Linked DNA regions of Anser cygnoides: region 2 is linked to region 1. A link is a contact called in public Hi-C data. All regions are on one chromosome and are shown on one strand. The core of a region is the stretch at or near the end of the contact, and the rest is flanking DNA. Distances in the headings are between cores, read along the strand shown. Region 1 holds the start of NUDT4 (nudix hydrolase 4). Region 2 overlaps LOC125182457 (a long non-coding RNA gene).

Region 1 (5,057 bases), core at 945-3,444:
CAAGACCAAAGAAAAAGGTACAGTTTCAGGCATTTAATTCCTAACCCAATGAATCTCAACCTTTCTAAACCAAGTTGTTGTTGTTGTTGTTGTTGTTTTCCTAGAAAAAAGCACCTCTCAAAACAATCCCTCAAGGTCTAAAAACCAAAACAACCTACTGCTTTGCTTCTTAGATTCATCTGTCATTATTTTCTTTGTATTCACAAAGGGTTGTTTTGCTTTTGTTTTTTTTTTCCCTAACCTCTGATGTAAAATAAAAGCCTCATTACATGTAGGTAAAAGTTAAGGCTTCTAGAAAAACAACGAGAGCCCCAGCAACCTTACAGATCATTGGAGCTGTTATTGTTTGATGATACCCGGATGAGAAAAGGCAACTATGGACAGCCTACATTTCTTATTGACTGGACCACCTTGCAGAGCTCTCTCTTCCAGCTCTTACCTCTGTGATACGTGACGAAGAACCACAGAGTTTCACAACAGAGAGAGGATTTGTATGTTGTGTTCTGATTTGGCAGTCAAATGTTTTGTTTGTTTTTTGGGGGTGGGAGGGGTGAGTTGTACAAAAGTGGAAAATTTGGCCTAAGCTCATGTGATCTTTGGACACTGCTCTCGTTATGTATAAATCCTGGTTTTGAACTTCCTCCAATTGCGTTGGGAGGTGAAACCTCCCAAACAAAAAAAGGTAATTCGAGAACCATAGCAAAGACTTAAAACATGTTTGTCGTAAAAGGTAAACCCTGAAACAGCAGCTCAAAGAACACCCCAAAGTAAATGAGTTCTATGACAAGGGTCTTTTATAAAATGCAGACCAGAGACAAGATTCCTTTCTTCTAAACTACATGCGTTACTTGAAGACACGTTTATGTTGGTTGTACAGATGTAGGCAGCAAGGCGAAATCTAAGAAATATTGGTACAGAGACTGTGTGATATTAATTTGTAGCCCTTGAGTTTAATTACACCATACCAGACTGTTTTCTGCATCATGGACAAGTTCATGAGTACAAGTGTCAAAAACATGGTTTTTTAATCTTTTCTTCAACATTCTCAAATGTTTCAGACCTCAACCCTTTAACTTTTGAACTTACTATTTCAGATACTGATAGGGTATTTGTCCTTCCGTTGCAAAAATACATACATATATATGTATATATTCTGGTTAGAGAAACATTAAATAACTGCTTAAACCTAAGGCCTGACTGACGACACATAGCAATAAATGAGACCCGGATCTGACTGAATGAGAAGGAAAAGAGCTAATCTGCCAGACCATTTGCCAGGTGCCTTCTAGAATAAAACGCATTTGTAGAAGTAAAATAACGGGTAAAAGTAAACTAAAATTGGAGTTTCTTAATCTTTGTGTATTTGAGCTTACAGCTTACAACTTTAATACAAAAATTCGATAAAATTGTGTTTTCCCACTTTTATCTTCCATGGTTTTCAAGTGTGGTACTGCACAGAATCATTGCACGTGGCTTGCACCCTGAAGAACAAAAGCTCCAAATTTTTCTAATAACCGGAATAGGCAGCGATGATGAACCACGGCCCTTTTACGGCATGCCACAAAACGCATATACGGGTCTGACCTGTTATGTATCAACGTATCAACAGGATCTATATATATATATATATATATATATAAAAGGATGAAAAAGCATATGTGTTCCGGTGCAGGGAGGATAGACTTTTTAAAGCAAGTGGTCCACTCTGAAAGCATGAAGTCTTTTTTGGTCCTCTCTTAAAAGCGTAAGGTCTTTTTTTGTATACTGTTAACATCAAACAGGATTCGGATTAAGGAGAATGCTTATGCAACGCTGTGGATGGGGGATTTCTGGCAGCAGAAGTGCCCAAGCGCAGGCTACCTCTCACGCTCGGGCAGTAGGGGCTCTGCTGGCCACCTGCCACCCCAGCCTGCGCTGAGGCGCTGAGGCGCTGAGGCGAGGAGCGCTCCCCGTTGTGCTCTGGGCTGGGCGTTGCGGGGCTCCACGACCAGCAGGAACTAACCCCCACGGCAGCGGAGCCTCCGCAGCCTGCCGGCAGCCCGGTCCGCCCCGCTGCCCGCCTCACCCGGCCCTCACACCAGCACAAATCCCGCCCACCGCCGGCCCTTCACCGGCACCCCCCCAGCGCCGGGGCCCCACCCGCCGCCGCCGCCGCCGCCCGCCCCCGGTCCCCCCGCCCCGCCCGGCGCCTGCGCGGAGCGCGGCGGCGCGGCGGGCGCAGGAATGCGCGTTCGGGTTAAATAGTGGGCGCTGGGCCGGCCGCCGCGGCGATCGCGGCCGGGCGGGGCGGCGGCGGCTGCTCGGGGGGCTCCATGGCGCGGCGCGGCTCCGGGGGCGGTCGCAGCGGCGCGGCGCGGCTGTGACAGGCGCTGGGCCCGGCCCTTCCCTTCTCTCCCTCCTCCGTTCGCTCCCTCCCTCCCGCCCCAGTGCCCAGCGGGGGAACCGGGGGGCGCGGCGGCGGCGCTCGGTCGGAGTGAGCCGTGGCGGCGGCCGGGGGCTGCCGGCGCCTGAGCGGCTCTATGATGAAATTTAAGCCGAACCAGACGCGGACGTACGACCGGGAGGGCTACAAGAAGCGGGCGGCGTGCCTCTGCTTCCGCAGCGAGCGGGAGGACGAGGTGAGCCCGCACGTGGGGGGGGGGGGGGGGGGGCTTTGTCCGGCCCGCGGGGACCGGGGGACGAGGGACGGGGACCGGGGGCCGCCGCCCACCATTTTGGGGCGCGGGCACACGTGCGCGGGGCGGCGGCGGCGCCTCCTTTGTGCGCGGCCCCGCCGGAGGCGTGTAATGGCGGGGGGGTGGGGGGGGGGAACCGGCCCGGGCCCCGTGTGGTGACCGGGGTGGGTTTGAGCCCCCCGCGGACCGGCGGAGCTGCCCCCGGTGCCTCGCCAAGGTCACGGGCACCGGCCGTTATCTGGGCGCTCGCCTGGCGGCCGCGTTGCACAACGCGCTGGGGGACCTGCTCCGGGCTGCCGGCGTGCGCCTCGCTGCTTTTTGTGCCTTTTTGGGGGGTTTCGGATAGGTGTGGGAACCCGCGGCGGCTGTGGGTTGGGTTTTTTCCTCTTCGCCTGCCGGCTGGGAGAAGCCAGGGCGCTCTCCGGGCTCTGAGCGTGGCGAATTTCTCGCGTGTTCGTAAGCATCCGATGGGGTGTAATGCAGCAGGGAGAGGCCTCGTCGTGAGGCACCGACCTGCCGGTGGGTTTGGGGAGAAATGGAAGGGTGTTCTGCTCTGTGTTACCGTGTGGAGTATAAACACAGCCCCGGGATCGCCCTGCTCGGCTTCTGCTAAATAACAGCATTTCCCTTCCTTTATAAGGAGGAAGATGCCCGGCAGAAGTCCTCCTAGCTCTTGCAGTCGGTCTGGTTTTCCCTCGGTTTCAGCAGCACTTCTGACCATTCAGTACACCTCTCCCTTTGTATGTGTTCAATCCCTGGATGCCACCCCAGCTCAGGCTTCTTCTGGATGGAGTTCAGACACCCGTTTTGTGTAGCACCAGGCAGCTCTTACGGCTTCCTCGCAGCAGTTGCAGTCAGAAATGCATGGCTGGGGTCACCTTTGTCTGTAATTCCCATCCTTTCTTCATTTCCTGCTGCCGCTTCTTACATCTTCTGTGAATCGTCTCTTTGAATCAAATGTGACCCCCGGCTATTTCGAGTATTGCTTGTGCTGAGAACACCCTCTGAGGGTGAGGGTGGCAGCAGCTCTGCTGCACCGTGTAAGGAGGGTGGATGCTGGCACATGCTGTGCCGGGGCGCTTTGGGGTGTTGCAGGTGTACGGCTGGCACGGGGCTGGGCTCGGGCGTTGTGCAAGCAGGCACACTTGAGGGTGAAATGAATGGGATAACGCAGAATCGGATTCAGGGCATAAATCAAGTGTGTGGAAACAGCATTGCCTTTTGATGACTGATTTCCAGAAAAGAGTGGTAATACCTTAAATTTGTTTAGATGTTCCCCAAGTGCCAGCGCTGCCTGTCTTGCTACAGAACCTGTTCCTCTCTGGTTACTGTTTGTGATTGACTTGTATCATCAGCCACATTCCCCAAACTGGTTCGATGAGGCTTGCTTGTGATGTTCTTGAATACTGTTGTCTTAATACAGTTCTGTGTAGGTGTACTTCAGACTCTACGTAAATGTCTTTGGTGTTTTTTCTTTCCACGTCTCTTAGAGATTGCAGCATCAGCTGATCTGCGTCTTCAGGGATCTGTCTTGGAGTGCAGGGTAGCCTCTGCTTTGAAGAAGCAGAAAGGCAGTAGTACCTGGGTAACTGGAGGGGAAGGAGGGGAACAGCAGACTCCTGCAGAAGCCATTGAAAAAAAATCAGTTCTAATAGTTACATCCACAAGGTTACTACCCCATAATCTGAGAGTTGCTTCTCACTAGAGATGAGACAGAGCAGGTAAATGGAAAAAATATCAAGCAATGTACTTACTCCATTTTAAGACTCTTAAGCTAGAAAGCAAAAACTCAGGCTGTTTGAATGGATATATTGTCTGCAAGACTTTTGAAACAGTGCACATTCAACCTTTAAGCTGGTTAGCTTCTTCCTGTCTAAATGAATATCTGCAGCAATCTTCTGACACAAACCTCAGAATTAGCTTGTCTTCCAGCTTCTGCTCTGACTTTCTAAATGGCTAGTTCGTATCCAGTTGTGGCTGTGCTTTAGCTAGTTTTTTCCTCCTTTCTGGTACTTAGACTTCTGACACATCTGTAGACAGCAGTCATCCCATTCTTAGCGCTGCTTTGGACTCCGAAGTCTTACAGACTCTTACAGACTCCTGTCCTAAAACTGTTTTTCCATTTTTCTGATCATCTTTCACGTCCTTTAGTTTGATACCCATATTTCTGGAATGTGGGCAACAGTTACGGTGGTTTTAAATGGAGTCTCACAGTGTTATGTAAAAAGTTACTACTGCTTCTCTCTCCATACCAGGAAGAAATGTTACAGTAGGACCTGTCTTTATCATGATTGCCAAGCTGTTGTGTAGTCATCTTGTGATTAGCAGTGATATCAAATCATCGAGTTGGTTCCACCTTCTGACCTCTCAACTTGAAGCAGA
Region 2 (5,057 bases), core at 1,180-3,679, 45 kb before region 1:
GTTTGGGTGGCCACTCAAATGACATTTAGAAGAACGCCTCAAAGACAAGCCACCAGTACCCCAGCTATATAATCTGTGGAACCTCTCTCTCCAGCAGACTTCACAACTCTGTGGGCTGGCTAGACATAGAAGATCATAACTTGACAATGGCTTGTAGTCAACTATTAGAGTCCTGCCTTTGTCAGGTATTCGTCTGTTTCCATATGCAACTAAGAGTTTATGTGATTCATTTTACCCCACCCTTAAACCTTGCCCAATGTTAGGAGAAACTTCAGGTTAGTTTAGGGAACACAGAGCACTTGCATTTCACAGGGAGTGAAACCAATCACTTTGGTGATTCCACTTATCAAGTGATTGGCACTTCCAGAACTGCCCATCTTCCCCTGGAGATGCAACATGCAGACAACACAGCAACTACAATTTTCTTCCTTTATAAGCAGCAGGACAGAAGGCGAAAGACCTAATGGTAGGCCTCCCGATAAATCTCATTACAGTGGGTTGTTTCATCTCTAATCTGTGGAAGCAAAGCTAAACTATATACAACAGATGTAGCTATCTTCTCTAAAAAAAAAAAAAAAAAATTAAATTTTCAAAAAATACATTTAAAGATCACTGGATTATTTTAATACAAAAAATGTAATTTTACTTCTTTGAGGTACTCCCACTTAAGTATTTATAGACTGTAAAGATCTGTAGTTTTAGAAAAGGATGAACTAATGATCTGAGCCAGAGACCGGCAAGTAGAGAGTCAAAGCTTCATTTAGGTACTATTGCTACATTTCTCCCATTAAATTTTCTCTGACCTGCAAAAAATATACCTGTATCCTCAACTAATCTAAGTCAGATGACAAATGTGGCCCTGTACCTACTAAAGTGAGATATTGTATTGAGAGATATTGTACTTTCAAGTGTTTCTTTTTAATGCAAGCTGAGGAGTGGTAATACTGACTGGATTAGCTATATGCAAATTCACAAGCAAGTCTGACTGCTATAAAATTTTCATATAAAAGCTAGTAAAAAGCTTGAGAAATCAACCAAACATTTTGGGAAGTAACACTGCAAACTGACACTGAGCAAGATCTGCAGTCATCACCATCTCTGACAGCCCAGCTCAGAGGGAACAGTGGCAGCTGAGGTGCAGCTGTCACTCGACACTGTGATGAAAATGCAGATTGATTATCAGACCTTATGTGACACTGACACTTTATCCTTTCAGTCTTTATGGATTTTAATGCTCATTTAAGTGGGACTTCTCAAAAGCCGTGAAAATTTCATTCAAACTGTGATATATATGACTGTGGTTCCAGCAGTGCTTATCTTTCAGGGTGGCACTGCTGATCCTCCCCATTTGTGTCCTTATTCCATCCCTGCTTCGTCCCTGCAATAAGTCTGATCCAATAAGCCTCATTTCTGTTAAGCACCTCTGTGAACTTTTAAAATCAGATTTGCTAAACATGATCCTCAGCTCTCCCAAGACTTTTCCTCACCAAATTACTGCCATTCGCCCATCCGATGTGTTCTTCAGCAAAATTATAATACAACCAATAATCTCGAGAAAGCAGCAGCAAACCTGTCCTCCAAGCAGCGTAAAATTCTCAGTTGCAGCCAGACAGACAACAAAGAGCATGAGCACAAGAATATAGCCAAAATTCAGACCAATAGCCATGTAATAAGTGTAAGTTGTAGTATCTAGAAGAAAGAAAAGAAGCATACCTTAGGTCAGACATCTATATTCCTAACAGGTCAGGAAGCAAGAAATCATTTTATACTATTCATCCCAGACAAGAAAAGAGAATCCCCTTAGAGCATATTTGCTCTAACAGAACATACTTTCTACCCATTCATTCTACAAACAGCAGCCAATGAGATGATGGAGTTGAAGAGGTGTGTCTTTTTCTCCTCTAATACCCCATTTACAATATTCTGGTGCTGGTAAGCATGAAGCACAAAAGGAAGAGCAGAGAGTGGATACCAAAAAAGTTTATGATTCTACAGGTTTTCCCTTCACATGGTTTAAAAAGAAACACAGAAGAGTGGGCATTTATTTATTTGTTTATTTATTTTACTTGTCTCTCAACAGTCCCCACATATTTATCATACAATGCAATATCTCTGTGGTAACTCCAGAGAAAATACCTAATTATTCTTCCCATAAATATGTTTGCTTTGTTTGGTTTATGTAGCCATTGAAATGAACCAGGAATGTTCTGGGTCTGTTTATCTAATTGCCATTGAAGGATTAGCCACCATACATGCAAAGATTGTCATACTTTTTTAGCATAGGCTTCAGTTTTGCTTTGTCAGAGATTTGCGAAAGTCTTGTCAAAATCATGCTACTCCTGCTTTGACTGGATATAATGATGTTTTCACAAGGGCAAAGTTTAGACGGACAAAGAGATAAAAATATAAGGTCACTTCAGTGAGGCAATCTGAGCTGGAATGTACATTTTAAATGACCAAATCAGCAGACTTTGTACAAGGCTTTCCTCTCAGCTCTGTGCAGCCCTTCCAATAGAGAATATCAGTCTGGTGACTAAAGCACAGACTACAGAGTTGTTTTTTATTCCTGGCATGGATACAGATTTGTTGTGTGACCTTGATCGAGTAGTTTAACCTCTGCATTTCCTTATTTGTAAACAAGAATAATCACCATCTCTTACCTCACAGGTTTAATTCATGAATACTTGTGAAGAGCCTTGAGATTCTTGGCTGAATGTTTCTATAGAAACAAGAAGCAAAACTACAACGCAATCGTGTATGATACTTTATGACCCCAGTCACTGTAGTACTCAACTATTTCAGCCTTTCATTTTAATACACAGGTGGTAATATCATAAAGAGAGAAATAGCAGCCATGTCCTATTTCATCCATTTTTAATGATGGGGAATTCAAGAACAGACATTACACCTACACAACATTTCGAGTTCAAAAGTGTGCCTTAGTTTAACTTTCAAATTCACTTACATACCTGAGGTAGATACAGGGAAGACTGGGAAAGAAATCTTGGATCTAATCTCCCCTTAGCATGGGTCCAAATGTACACGTATACAGACCATATGGGCACGGTGACCATGCTGCATTTAGCTGGCCACCAACATTTATCCTATCTACCCTTCTTGCAGTATAGCTGCTAAGCACTTCCTAGGTGAGTTCATATATCATCCATTGCAAAAGCAGATAATGGGATTTTTAGGCAGCCTAAGAGACCCACACACACTTAGCAAAGGGGTATCCAGTGGCTTCAGAGAAATGGGTGATGGATCAAACCTGCTTTAGGTTTCTCAGTAGCACAGCCTACTCATGCACAGCATAGGCACAAACACGGACACTTCCTACTCCACTAAAGTCAGGGACACAATCCACTTTGACACAAGTCAGTGAAGGTTCAGTGGTTAAATGACCAACTCAGAATCAATGAAGGAAACCTGCAGCAGGTCTCTCACTTTAGTCCACTGCCCAACCAGTCCATCCTTGTCCTCTATGTGTGGAACTGCCAATGACATTGCTGGGAGTGCTGCACATTTAGAAGAGACCTATAAATCTGAGATCATCACAACACGTGGAAATACTTCTACATAGTGCAGGTGGTTGTACTTGACATTCATGAACCAAAGTCAGTTTGTGCAGCAACCATGGAAATCATTTTGTTTCAGAAACTTGTATTAAATAGTTGGAAATGACAACTAAACGGCATTATTAGTTGTTATTGCTCCTCAAAATTTGATACTGTTTGAACTATAAAAAGTTCTAATTAAGCCTTGGAAATTAACACATGACATTTGTGATAAGATTTCTATTAATAAAGTTTGTTTACTGACAGGCTTTTTGCTGCTCCTCCCCTGGCCACCAACATTACATGCAGCCAGTTTAATCATAACACTGCTAGCTGTGAAGTGGTGAAGTATCAATGCTTTAAGCCTGCTTATCATCATATGGCTTAACTTATTGACATAAAAGCCAGTATAGAATTATATGGTGAAAGAGTGTTTTAACATGCAAGAATTTATACAGTGACTCATTTCTTCTGATGTAGACTCAGTCACTCACTGTCAAGATGCTCAAGATGCATCTGCACCAACAGGAGTCAAGCGTGAAGGGACAACCTATGTCATTAGGTTATACCATAGTCAGCAAACATTCTGTATTGCTGAGAAACAGCTTCTAAATCAAGATCATCATAAACTACTAGATTCTGAAGTTAAGCATCATCGTATGCTAAGAAATTCTCTTATGACTGTGAAGTGTTTTGTGGTTTATTTTTTAATTATATGCTGTATTTTCTTACAATACTTAGGGAAACGTTTCAAATTACTTTAAATTCTATTTTAGAAAAACAGCAACCATGCATAAAACATCTTACATAAAGCCTTCATAAATATTTTCCTTACAGTGATGCAATATAAGTGTTTGACCTAATGCTCCTTTTTCTTAGATTAGACCAACAAAACCTTGGCAGCAGTTTCTGGACACTTGTATACACAGCTGGGCTCCCCATGGGCCGGAAGATAAACTTAAAAAATAAGAGTCCATCGTAGATAATCTTCTTCCAGACCTTCTTCAGAATGTTCATTCTGAATAACCCAATGATGACAAAGAGACCATACACATTAGACGGGTCTTATAAGAAGGCCTTTCTGCAAGCCCATCTTAGTTTGGCAAGGCCAACTCTTAGTATTATTTTGTCTGTCTGCCAACACTCAGCTTTGCACTGAATGATGACCTTCAGTACTTTAGCTGAGGAACAGTCCAAATGGCATGTTAGCAGCCAACCCCTACTGACTGGCATGAGACTTCAGCAGGTTTAGCTGGCAAGCTGCTGCTTGCTGGGTTAACACATTTGGGGTATTGTTTGAGAGCTCTGTGGCTGTGGAGTAGAATTTGTATGAATCAGCAAACACAGAAATATCCGTATAGATATGATATGTATAGAAGTCAATACTGGTCACTTTTATCAGGCAGTATATCTTGGTTTTCTTTTGTGGTTTGAGTTAGACTAATCTGCAAGCCTAGATTAAAAAGAATAGTGAAATGCCGTTCCTTTAGGTAGCTACTGTTT

What was found. A called contact is a pair of places that touch in the nucleus more often than the background predicts.
Region 2: a Hi-C map of fetal liver shows a contact between it and region 1, with 2.0 times the contacts expected there. The contact joins the enhancer-like site here to the promoter of NUDT4 in region 1. A contact is called at or near these places in 2 of 7 Hi-C or Micro-C datasets (fetal liver and liver).

Annotation. Positions count from the first base shown.
Region 1 is chr1:49,020,000-49,025,056 of Taihu_goose_T2T_genome, reverse strand. It overlaps NUDT4 (nudix hydrolase 4), which reads left to right and starts at 2,194. Exons shown (of 6, transcript XM_066995090.1): 1 at 2,194-2,618.
Region 2 is chr1:49,064,798-49,069,854 of Taihu_goose_T2T_genome, reverse strand. The region is part of intron 3 of LOC125182457 (a long non-coding RNA gene); the gene reads right to left. Among named protein-coding and RNA genes, the nearest start is that of NUDT4, 44 kb to the right of the region's middle. Within about 2 kb of position 2,429, at least 1 of the 3 cell types and tissues checked has open chromatin away from gene starts, as enhancers often do. A contact at or near this core is called in fetal liver, where this site is marked.